2 separate regions of the Capra hircus genome follow, and region 1 is linked to region 2. Evidence: chromatin contacts called from public Hi-C data. All regions are on one chromosome and are shown on one strand. Each heading gives the region's core, a stretch centred on a gene start, on an enhancer-like site or on the middle of the called end of the contact. The rest is flanking DNA. Distances are from core to core; before and after follow the strand shown. Region 1 holds the start of AGBL2 (cytosolic carboxypeptidase 2). Region 2 has its middle 20 kb from the start of NUP160.

Region 1 (6,923 bases), core at 913-3,412, 110 kb before region 2:
ACAGGCAGTTTAGTGAAAGATGTTGAAGGCTAGTTCATCACATCCAACACTGAGGTCAACACCCAAACAATTACAACTAGCAAACTGCCTTGCAGTCACCACCTGCCACACCACAGGCCTTTACAACCAATATAACCCATTTTCCAAAGAGCTTTCACGTTCCAATTTATGTGAACAATTTAAACATAATTTTCTCCGTTCCACGTTGAGAAGACTTCAGAGGCATATGGTAATGTAGAAAGGAAGGGCTGGGTTGGCAGAAAAAAAAATCAGCAGTTATATAACCAAGTCAGGGTAAGTACTCAAGAGTGGAAGTAGAGCACTCAGAGTGAGAGGTGCTTTGTCCTGAGGGCTCTGCTGAATCTGGCAAACTGGGAATTCAGTTTTCAACGAGTGAGTGATCACTTACAAAATGAAACAGTTAATAAGAAAGTTTAACAAGATAGAAATAAAATCAATACAAAAACTTAAATTTTATTTCTAAATACCAAGAACAAAGTTAGAACATCAAAATTTTAAGATACCACTTATACAAGCATATAAATAAGCAGTTCCCTGAAAACAATTTATAAATCTTATTGGAAGACATTAAGGAGGACTGAACCAAATTAGAGAATTAGAAAATACTATTAACAGGTTGGAAAATGTGGTATTGGAAAATTCTCATTTCTTGTCAAGTATGATCTATAGATTAAATGCAATCCCATTTTTTTTTAAAGCATCACATGCCAATTCTAAAATTATATAAAAAGGTAAGGTTAGCCAAGACACTTCTGAATATGACAATATGGGAGGACATTTCTTTCCAGATATCAAGACTATTTTAATGCCATGTCATGTCATTAAGAAAGGGTGGTGCTGGTTCAAGGACAGACAGACAGACCTCTGTATAAATGGACACTCAACAGAAGTGACAGAGCATATCAGTGAGGAAAGGAAGTACTTCTCATTAATGCTGCTCAAAAAATTCGTCATTAGTTTATCCAAGCACAACTCTCTCAGTTGATCCAACAACTTACTTCAATAACCCAGGAAAGGTGATGCTGGGTCAGAATGAGATATTACCTTTATAGTAGCCATAGTACTGGAGGTGATAGTACATAAAGTCTTCATAGGGATCAGGAAGAGTCTGTGAAAGGACAGACCATCTCAATCAGGAAAGCGTTTTCATAATAATCATTATTATAACAACCTGTTAAAAGAGTAATACTGACTTTTAACAAAGGCACACAAGCATGGTCGCAGAGGACGCCATACCTGAGAACTTCTAAAAACAAACCATGTGAAAGACATTTGTGCAAACGATTCTATCTTTCGGATCAAGATCTCTAGCCAGAAAAAGGTGCCACCGGAATACAGTACTGGGTTTCTGGAGAGGGGTGGGTACCGACCTCCTGCTTTAGCTCTGTTTCCAATGCTGGGAACATGTTACTTCTGCATGCTATGCTGAAGACCAGTCAGTGACATCCGCATCCAGCAACAGCCCCTGCCCAATTTCCAAAAGGGCGGTTTGTTACATAGGAGGAGCTAAAATAAACCAGAGCAGGCAACTGAAGTCACCTGCCGACATTCACTCCCGTCCCCTCCCTCCGCTCCGCAGCTCCCACGCGGCACCGCTCCCTCTAAACCAGGGCCCGCCATGAGGCCCGGGTGGGCACCTGAGGAATCTGGGAGGGCGGCTAGTCTTCCGACCTCCTCCTCCCGAGGCGCCAGGACCCCTGCCGGCTCCATGCTTTCTTCTCCGGGTTGAGGGGGGGATGCCCACCACCAGGACGCCGCTGGACAGTGAAAGAAAAGGGGAGGGGAGTCCGGCGGAGTCGTCTCGAGGCGGGTGGGAAAAGAAAGTTTAGAGGCTCCGAAAACGGAATTCAGGGGTTCTGGGTTTCCCGGTCAGGGGAAGGTGGCGGAGGGCGGTTTCCCAGAGAGTCGAGGGATGGGGCGTAGAGATTTCCTGGGAGGCCAGAGGGAAGGGTGCTATCGCCTTGGCTCCCCGGACTGTCCGGGGCAGCAGGGGTTGGGCGCGGAGCCGGCCGCGACAGAGGAGCGTGAGTGAGGCGGGGGGTCACCACCCGCAGGCATAGGCCCCGCCGCGTACCCGGCCGAGGTCGCGCTCGCTGAGCTCTCGCCAAGCCACAGCTTTCGGCTGGGGCGCCGGTAGCCTAGCAACCGCGAGCCGGAAGCGGGAAGGCGGGGCGGCTTGAAGCTTCCGGGAGCGAGGCCCCACCTCCGAGGGGGAGCGGGGAACCAGGGGAAAGTGGACGACTGCTGTACCAAGGCTTTGTTGTTACTCTTTTCATTACAGTATTGCAGCCCGGATTCAGGGGATTAGAAATTGCATTGATGGGGGCTTCCTTGCCGGTCCTGGGAAGGAAATGGCAACCCATTCCAGCATTCTTGCCTATAGAATTCCATGGACAGAGGCTGGCAGGCTGCAGTCCACGGGGTCTCAAGAGTCAAGACACGACTGAGCGACTAACACTTCCACTGTTCCTTTCCTTGCTGGTCCAGTGATTTGATAAGAGACCGCGCTTACATTGCAGGGCACAGGTGGGATCCCTGGTGGTTAGCTAAGGCATGCTCCATGGGGCAGCCAAAACTGCAAGGAGATCCAACCAGTCCATTCTGAAGGAGATCGACCCTGGGATTTCTTTGTAAGAGATGATGCTAAAGCTGAAGCTCCAGTACTTTGGCCACCTCATGAGCAGAGTTGACTCACTGGAAAAGACTGATGCTGGGAGGGATTGGGGGCAGGAGGAGAAGGGGACGACAGAGGATGAGATGGCTGGATGGCATCACGGACTCAATGGACGTTGAGTCTGAGTGAACTCCGGGAGATGGTGATGGACAGGGAGGCCTGGCGTGCTGTGATTCATGGGGTCGCAGAGTCCGACAAGACTGAGCGACTGAACTGAACTGAACAGCTTTAAGAAAATTATTGGGTATTACTCAAAGGGAGCTGCTTCTCCTCCTTCACCTTATGTTCCCTCCATCCCATAGCTAGAATTGAAAAATTACCTTCTGCGTTGGAAAATACAAGAAACAAAGTAAAACCCACACTTTGACTATCAAACTGTCAGTCAAAAAAATGTTTCTGGTCTGGCAGGATAGGGACAAAGTCACTTAGTCCCTGTCAACAATTCCTAGAAATCTGGTTAACTGTTAGGCAGTTAAAAGCAAAAGCTTTAATGACTAGTCAATAGCCCTTTTTCCCAGAAATGTAGGATCTTGGTGGTAGCTCAGCCAGTAAAGCATCTGCCTACAATGCGGGAGTCCTGGGTTTCATCCCTGGGTTGGGAGTATCTCCTGGAGAAGGAAATGGCAACCCACTCCAGTACTCTTGCCTGGAAAATTCCACGGACGGAGGAGCCTGGTAGGCTACAGTACATGTGGTCGCAAAGAGTTGGACACGACTGAGCGGCTTCAATGTCAATGTGCTCTATGCAGATGACAAGAAAAACAATTTATATACAAAATGGTCACCCCGATTTTTGTATAAATAAAAACCAACACACAAGCACACATGACACTGATTAGACAGCTGCATATAAATATACCAGAATAAAATTTTAACTACTGTCATCTTTGGTTAACTTTACATGACTATGAGTATATATAACTCTTGTAACTATATAAAGCCCCCCTTTTTTTTCTAGAATATTAACCACATTTTGTCATTTCCAGGATTTAAGTAGGCTAAATACAAGCTAATATTATAGACCACAAGCTCCAATACTTAACTCACACCATATTTTCTGGTACCAGAGCCCTGTTTTTCTAACCCCATTCTCCCACCCTGCAACGGGCTCAAGATCCTGACACTCCTCTTTCTTCTGAGAGCTTCAATGTTTGCCTTATACCGTACTTGATTAGAAAAAATGACTGACTTAAAGTAAGTCTTGGTGACATCTTCAGGGAGCAACAGGCAAAACAGGAGCAAAAGGATAACCAATCAGAAGTATAAAAAAGGCTTTATTAGTGCATATATACAAATTTACAAGGTCAGAAACTGGAGAAATACAAACAGCTTTAAAACACAATTTGCTTTTTCTTCAGTTTAAAGTGACTTTTACCTGATTGTGATACAACAGAAAGTACAGAACAGTAAACTGCTTTTTAAATACTGGAATTTTATGGAGAATACATTCACATCTAAATGGGAGGTGAGCTTTGGACCAAGGTACGACCATGGAGACATAGCAATACATACAGTGGCTCATTACATTTACTCCCACGTGTGAGGGGAAAGTCTCAAAGACATGAACAGTTGCTGCTGCCGCCATACACTGAAATTTATATCTGTCACCTAGTATGTGCAATGACTGAGCTATCTTTATCAGTTCTAGAATTTGTGAGAAATACTCTATAAATTTATAGAGTGTGGCCACCTGTTAGCTCAACATGAATGAGTTTGTATACCTCAGCACTTCAGGGGTGGCAGACTAAGAGGAAGAGGTCAGAAGGACATTCCTATAATCCCAGTTAAGCAAGGTAGAGTATAGAGCTGCCTTCTTAATTGCACTTGTTTTGAAGATGTTAACGAGAGTGAGCGCGCCACACTAGGAACTACAACAGCCTCTATTAGGCAGAAAAATCCTTCCCTTTTCGTCGGTGAGTCCTCTATAGAAGTGTCATGAGCCACACGTCCAGACTGATGAGAATAATGTACCTAACATGCTGAGTTTGCCAGTGTGAGAATAAAGGCAGCCAGGTCAAATGGTTCAGCCACCTCACACCTTTTGGCAAAACAGAAAAAACTACATTTCACAAATGTGGGAATTTTGTATGCTCTTGCCCAGCAAATTTATATGCTCTCCCTCATAACATTTATAGTTTATTGGCAACAGTAAAACTGGTTAAGACTCTGAACTGAACATAAAAAAAGAAAATCCAGCACACAGTAACAAAAAAGTAAAAAACTATGTGTTTGGAGCCATTTTTCGTCTCTTCAGTCTTGCTCGCCAATCTTCAGGAAGGGCTTCAAAATTAGCATTTCTCTCTGCCATGCCACTGTGGAAACAACAGACAGATGACTCCTCTGAGAAAAGAGAATGGAGCTGTTCACTCCCTAGCAAATAAAAACTAACCAAACCTGAAAACGATCGGCCACATCTGTCTTCATGACAAAGTTTCAAATTTCTCAGCTAAGTACCAGAATAGTTTTCATCAAATTTCTTAATTGATAGGTCAACCAAACACATACAAAATACTCTGCTCTACAGTTGTATTTATATGTAAGTGCATATGTATTTTTATGTCTCCCCAGTAACCATTAAAGCTACACTGAAGGAAAATAACACATGCCTGTAGAAGTATTTCTTGGCTCCAAGGAGTTAGAGGAGTCCTTATCCTAGATTTATTTACTTAACCTCTAAGAAGATATATTTAATCCTCAACATACCACCAGGGATGGGCAGACCTAATGTTTCTGAGATTCTCTTTTCATTAGTTCTAACTAGCATTGATCTCTCACGGCTTATTCAAATTCAGTTATTTAAAAAAACTGATTAAAACTCAAGATTCACCTGGCGGGCTACAGTCTATGAGGTAGTAAGAGTCGGAAACAACTTAGGGATTAAACAACAACAATATGCTATCTGTTCATAGGTAAACCATATAGTATGCTATGATTTAAAAAAACCACCACCAAGAAAACAAACTCAAGATTCTTGGGAATCTCCTGGCTGTACAGTAGTCAGGACTCTCGCGCTCTCACTGTGGAGGGCCCGGTCAGGGAACCAAGAGCCCACCAGCTGTGTGGCACAGCAAAGACAAAACAAAAACTCAGATTCTATCTTGCAATAACCAAAATGAGTGCATGAGACCCTTTTATAAATCTAAAATAAGATAAATTACAAGATCTTTGTGACTTCCCATCATCTTGAAAGAGTTTACTATTTCATCACTGTAGGAATTAATCATTAATCAATTCCCAGCAACACTAAAAAGGACTAAATAGTAAGAAAACTCGAGAATAATGGAGTCATCTACAAGGCTGCTGCTGCGGGGAAGTCACTTCAGTCGTGTCCAACTCTGTGCGACCCCATAGACGGCAGCTCACCAGGCTCCCCCATCCCTGGGATTCTCCAGGCAAGAACAGTGGAGTGGGTTGCCATTTCCTTCTCCAAGGCATGAAAGTGAAAAGTGAAAGTGAAAGTCGTGCTCGACTCTTAGCGACCCCATGGACTGCAGCCCACCAGGCTCCTCCATCCATGGGATTTTCCAGGCAAGAGCACTGGAGTGGGGTGCCATCGCCTTCTCTGCTACAAGGATGATACACAAGTAAAACGAAATTATCATTAATACCATCCTGCAGTTTCCTTCCTGTGTTGCCCCAAATCCCATGAATCATCTTTCAAGGAAGTGAAGTCTGGAGACAACATCTTCACAGTCTCCTCCTGGAAAGCCCCCAGTATTACATAATTCAGATGAATACAAAGATACAGCAGCACTGTACATTCAAATTGTGATGGTGAAACTGGATAAGTAAACTCTCAGGCTACGAGGGTTAAGAAGACCATAATCTAGACGAATTTTCTTAAATTCAAGATTAATGAGTGAACAATATATAGGTCAAAAAGGAAATACAGTATTTGCATGTTTTCCCATTTTATGCTGCTGTATGCTAAAACTTATGTGATCCAGTTCGTAAGTGGGACAAATGCTAAAAACAGGTGTGCAGAGGCTAGAGAGAAACATATTTTAGGAACAAAGATTTCATTGGAATGACTATTCCAATTGGTGTTTATGGATTTAAAAATGAAAATGTTTTCAATTACGAAGCAAAGATGGCTATCCTCTCTCAATTTTTCTTTTCTGCCACACCATGCGAGATCCTTCCATGACCAGGGACTGAACTTGGGCCCTCAGCAGTGAAAGTGAAAAAGCCTGACCACTGGACTGCCAGGGAATTCCTTCAAACATTT
Region 2 (6,232 bases), core at 2,869-5,368:
CCATCTAACCATCTCATCCTCTGCCACCGCTTTCTCCTTTCTCCTTTTCCCTTCAGTTTTTCCCAGGATCAGAGTCTTTTCCAATAAGCAGCTCTTCTGATTTTAAGACTGTAGAGTGGTTGCAAAAATAGTGTTATATAAAGGGTTTCTGTACTCTATTAATCCCTAATGTTAACATTTAACATAACCATAGTACAGTTACCAAAAATAGGGTTAAAAATGGTACAAAACTATAAAAACCAGGTGTTGGCAAGCTTTTACTGTAAAAGGCAAGATAGTAACTGTTTTAGATATTTGCCACTCCTTTGTAACTCCACCATTATAGCGCAAAAATAGCCATAGGCAATTTACAGCAAATGAGAGTATATCCAATCAAACTTTATTTCAAGAGCAGGTGGCAGACCAGATGAGATCCATGGGCTGTGTAGTGGGCTAACACCTGCAGAACTGCTTTTAAATTTTAAGTTGCAATACTAGTAAAGTAACGATGATAGCAATTACGGTGACAGAAATCATTAGATAAAGGGAAACCAGTGAGGGGCTGTGCACACTTTTAATAAGTAAGATGAGACTTAGGTGGTAGGAAGAAGGACCTAGATACTCTGCTTATCACCATGTGTGTGCCTGTGTGTGTGCATGCGTGACTGTGTGGGCGCTCAGGTGTGTGTATGTAATCCAGCCCCTTTTTGAAGCTTCTAAGATTAAAACGGGAGAAAGCCTATATGCTGCAATGATAGAGTTTTTTGAAAATTTAGGAAATCAGAAAATTTCCAGGCTCTTCATTTTGATTTATGCTTGAGTTATTTTGTGCCTTAAATTTGCAGGCAGCAAGTGTCACTCAAAACTGAAGACTAAACACGAATGTTGAGTTCTTGCGCTTTGGGTGTACTTCCTTTTTAGAGTTTTTGGTTCTCTGCTATTTTTACCGTATTGTGTCATTTAAATTTCCTACACGCTACCTTCATTTGTGCAGTTGAAGTAAAATTTCAATTAAAAAATATGGTTTTTAAATTGATGGGACATCCTCATTTCCCAGGAATCCAGGGATTATTGGGTTTTCCCCTATTTTTATCCATATTTTATTTTTCCCTGTTCCCATCACATCTGTAGTTACCAAAACCAGCCAACTGTGTAAAGATCAATTTAGTGGGAAACAAACTCTCATTTATGAAAGAACGTTCTGAGTCTTAGCAGAAAACATTGCTCTTATGTGGATCTCAATCTGGAATCCACAAATGCTTGTAAGTCGGGTTTTAAATGTTTTAAAGTTTAACCCACATTGACATCATAGGAAATCCACTGAGAAATGCTTTTCTAGGCTGAACACCTGTTTCCCCTCAGTCTCCCCCGACAGAGCGTGTGCATGTTACGGCCATGCGCGCTCAGTCGAGTCCACCTCTTTGTGGCGCCCTGGACTGTAGCCCACCGGGCTGCTCTGGCCACATGGGATTCTCCAGGCAAGAATACTGGAGCAGGTTGCCATCTCCTCCAGGGGTTCTTCCCGACCGAGGGATCGAACCCAAGTCTCTTGCGTCTCCTGCACTGACAGGTAGGTTCTTTACCGCTGGGCCATCTGGGAATCCCAGTGTACGTGTTAAATATCTCAATTTTACAATCGCTGCTCTCCCACCGCTGTACCCAGATCACCTAAACTCTGTGTGTTGCATTCCGAATGTTCTTAGTTACATATTAACTGCAAAAGATTTTCTGCATTAACCTGTCCCTTGAATTCTTTGGCTACTATTGAAGATGAAGTCCAAAGAACTCTTTTTCTCCCCCCAAAGAACTCTTAAATGACACTCCTCTGGGGGTGGTTATTTTTATAGAAATTAGCAACCGGCACCTGTATCTGTGCGGATCCCACCTGGGAGACACCTCGTAAAACTAAAGAATCATTTGATGCAACAGCCAACTCAGTGACTCAAAACCGAAGGTTAAGTTTAGAGAAACACGAGGATGAGAGGCAATCCTGGGGGAACTCACTCTAGGCAATCGATCATCGTGCCTCTATGTGTGCGTTGTGTGTGTCTGTGTGTGTGGAAGGCATAGGAGATTGATTCAGGACAGGCTGGCAGGGTCCCAGACGGCTCTCTTTTTGGGGAGACGGTGATCTGAGGGAGCAGAATCTGGCAAGCGGCCAGTAAAGAGCGGCAGTAAAGAGCCGGGGGGCATTTATATTCAGCCCCCTCTGGAGTTGAGGCTTCCCTGGTGGTTCAGCAATAAGGAATCCGCCTGCAATGCAGGAAGACCCCTGGAGGAGGGCCTGGCAACCCACTCCAGTGTTCTTGCCTGGAGAATCCCGTGGGCAGAGGAGCCTGGGGGACTAGAGTCCATATGGTTGCAAAGTGTCGGACACGGCTGAAGCGACTTAGCACTCACAATGGAGTCAAGCCTGCCGCTTGGGGAATTCCCTGGCGCTCTAGTGGTTAGGACTCACCTCTCTCACTGCCAAGGGCCGGGGTTCACGTACCAGCATCAGAGGCTCGTGGGACTTCTTTGGGGCACGTAAGATGGAAACAGCTTACACACAACAGGACAGGAATCGTTTTGCTTGATTCAGGTGTAGCAGTTCAGCTGTCTGTCACGCTGCAGGCACACAAGAGCAATTCCGCCCTGGGTCCGGGGCAGTGACCAGGCACTGCTGCCGGTGTCTCCTGGAGCATCCTCTCTGGCCTCAAACTGAGGCTGAGACTGTACCGGTTATCCAAATTTCATCACGAAGATTCTTACATCTTTGGATGATGGTTTTCATGTAACTTTTCAAAGTCCACAGCTAACATCTTTAACCCATTTCCAAGCTCCGTTTGTTCCTTTTAAACTTCAACCTGCAGCTCTCTTCTCATCTCCATAGATGCCGAAGAAAGACCCCGTATCACAGCGAGTCCTCCGAATTACAGTGAGCTGTCTCATTTTTCCTCCTATTTTCAACATTCATCAGAGCTCTCAGAACTTAAAAGTTCCTAATAAGTTGTTTGAAAGAATGACTGAAAGTGAATAAATGCACATGTACATTCTTAGAAAACTTGAATATTCTTCTTGGTGTGGTTGTAACATAAACGGGGCTTCCCTGGCAGCTCAGCTGGTAAAGAACTTGCCTGCCAATGCAGGAAACATGAGACATGGATTCGATACCTGGGTCAGGAAGAGTCCCCGGAGAAAGAAATGGCAACCCGCTCCAGTGTTCTTGTCTGGAAAATTCTATGGACAGAGGAGCCTGGCAGGCAACAGTCCCTGGTGTTGCAAAGCGTGAGATACGAAGGAAAACACACACGCACACACACATCGTTCAGTTCAGTTCAGTCTCTCAGTCGTGTCCGACTCTTTGCGACCCCATGAATCACAGCTTGCCAGGCCTCCCTGTCCATCACCAACTCCCGGAGTTCACTCAGACTCATATCCATCGAGTCGGTGATGCCATCCAGCCATCTCATCCTCTGTCGTCCCCTTCTCCTCCTGCCCCCAATCCCTCCCAGCATCAGACTCTTTTCCAGTGAGTCAACTCTTCGCATGAGGTGGCCAAAGTACTGGACCTTCAGCTTTAGCATCATTCCTTCCAAAGAACACCCAGGACTGATCTCCTTTAGGATGGACTGATTGGATCTCCTTGCAGTCCAAGGGACTCTCAAGAGTCTTCTCCAACACCACAGTTCAAAAGCATCAATTCTTCGGCGCTCAGCTTTCTTCACAGTCCAACTCTCACATCCGTACATGACCACTGAAAAAACCATAGCCTTGACTAGACTGACCTTTGTTGGCAAAGTAATGTCTCTGCTTTTGAATATGCTATCTAGTTTGGTCATAACTTTCCTTCCAAGGAGTAACCATCTTTTAATTTCATGGCTGCAATCACCATCTGCAGTGATTTTGGAACCCCCCCAAAATAAAGTCTGACACTATTTCCACTGTTTCCCCATCTATTTGCCATAAGTGATGGGACCGGATGCCATGATCTTAGTTTTCTGAATGTTGAGCTTTAAGCCAACTTTTTCACTCTCCTCTTTCACTTTCATACACACACACTAACTTAAACGGAATTATGCACACACTGACACACATATAGTAACGTAAATGGAATTATGTTGCCATCTAGTGGTGAGGTGATGACTTCATTTAGAAATAAACTGCGCGCGCACGCACGCACACACCCCTCCACACACACACCCACCCACCCAGAGTAACTTAAATGGAATTATGGTGCCATCTAGTGGTGAGGTGGTTATTTCATTTAGAAATAAAATGCGCGCGCGCGCGCGCGCACACACCCCCCCCCACACACCCCCCACACAGAGTAACTTAAATGGAATTATGGCGCCATCTAGTGGTGAGGTGATCATTTCATATAGAAATAAAATGCGCGCGCGCACACACCCCCCCACACCCACCCCGCCCAACACACAGAGTAACTTAAATGGAATTACGTTGCCATCTAGTGGTGAGGTGATGGGTTCATTTAGAAATAAAATGCAGAATGTTACTAAGATTGCTGTTTGTGCAGCATGTTTTATTTACAAATACTTTCATAGGAAAAATAGTTCTATTGCTTGACACTACTATCTTGCTTTACCTCGAGAATGTCTTGATTTGCCAGGTCACTACTAAGTAGAAGAGTACTGTAAATTGAACTTCAAAGCAGATTTTCCTATACTAACCGAAAGGCTACTACTTCAAAGAAGAATTCAGTGGTTGAAATAAGCATGGGAGATGATGACAAAGTTCAACATATTTCTTTCCTGCAGAACTTTCCAGGGACATTAATATGATGGTGTGCTTTGTAAAGCTCCAAGAGGGCCTTATGAGTGATGCGTTTCCCAGACTCTGTGTTCTTTTCATTGGAAGGACTGATGCTGAAGCTGAAGCTCCAATCCTTTCACCACCTGATGCGAAGAGCCGACTCATTGGAAAAGACGCTGAACCTGGGAAAGATTGAGGGCAGGGGGAGAAGGGGGCGGCAGTGAATGAGGTGGTTGCATGGCATCACTGACTCAATGGACATGAGTTTGAGCAAGCTCCGGGAGACAGCGAAGGCCAGGGAAGCCTGGCGTGCTGCAGCCCACGGGGTCGCAAAGAGTCGGACATGACTTAGTGGCTAAACAACAGCAACACTCTTTACAAGGAACAACTCACTGGACCATTGTTCTATGGGAAAAAATTGGGGGAAGCACTGCTGTATTTTCATGTTCCTCATATATTAAAATATCCAGACTTTGCATTTTATTGTGGTGGGCATGGGGACTTCTTGTTTGTATGGAAGCATGTTTGGGCTTACTAAGGTATGGGAAAATTCACTAAGATTAATTTACTACATTTTATCAATAAAAGAAAGGTTCTAAAAAAAACCAAAAACAACCTATTACTGCATATTGTCTTCCTGACTACAAAGCCTTTTTTGTCCTTCGTGTCCATGTTCTAGACACAGTGAATTCAAGGCACATTGTAAGAAGTCAGTAGTCATGCCTTACATTTATAAGGATCTTAGTTAATTTTTTGGTAATAATTTCTTTAAAAATTTTTTTAAAATGTAACTTTATTTATTTTAATTGGAGGCGAATTACTTTAAGATACTGTATTGGTTTTGCCATACATTGACATGAATCCGCCACAGGTGTACACATGTTCCCCATCCTGAACCCCTCTCCCACTCCCTCCCCAGCACATTCCTCTGGGTCATCCCAGTGCACCAGCCCTGAGCATCCTGTATCATGCATCGAACCTGGACTGGCGATTCATTTCACATATGATAATATACATGTTTCAATGCCATTCTCCCAAATCATCCCACCCTCACCCTCTCCCACAGAGTCCAAAAGACTGTTCTATACATCTGTGTCTCTTTTGCTGTCTCGCATACAGGGTTATCATTACCATCTTTCTAAATTCCATATATATGCGTTAGTATACTGTATTGGTGTTTTTCTTTCTGGCTCACTTCACTCTGTATAATAGGCTCCAGTTTCATCCACCTCATTAGAACTGATTCAAATGTATTCTTTTTAACGGCTAAGTAATACTCCATCGTGTATATGTACCACAGCTTTCTTATCCATTCGTCTGCTGATGGACATCTAGGTTGCTTCCATATTCTGGCTATTATAAACAGTGCTGTGATGAACATTGGGGTACACGTGTCTCTTTCAATTCTGGTTTCCTTTTTTAAAAAAATTAACTTTATTCATTTTTGGCTGTGTTGGGTGTTTGTTGCTGGCATTTCTCTGGTTGTGGTGAGTGGTCTTCT

What was found. Hi-C and Micro-C count contacts between places; a contact is called where the count stands out from the background.
Region 1: a contact with region 2 is called in a Hi-C map of blood, with 2.2 times the contacts expected there. The contact joins the promoter of AGBL2 here to the enhancer-like site in region 2. A contact is called at or near these places in 2 of 5 Hi-C or Micro-C datasets (both in blood).

Annotation. Positions count from the first base shown.
Region 1 is chr15:5,505,510-5,512,432 of ARS1.2, reverse strand. AGBL2 (cytosolic carboxypeptidase 2) reads right to left here and starts at 2,162. Exons shown (of 17, transcript XM_013969896.2): 1 at 1,659-2,162; 2 at 1,392-1,527; 3 at 1,066-1,129. The coding sequence starts at 1,427. FNBP4 (formin-binding protein 4) reads right to left here. Exons shown (of 17, transcript XM_018059085.1): 17 at 3,950-5,007. The coding sequence ends at 4,917.
Region 2 is chr15:5,400,572-5,406,803 of ARS1.2, reverse strand. No RefSeq gene overlaps it. Among named protein-coding and RNA genes, the nearest start is that of NUP160, 20 kb to the left of the region's middle. Within about 2 kb of position 4,118, at least 1 of the 5 cell types and tissues checked has an H3K27ac peak or open chromatin away from gene starts, as enhancers often do.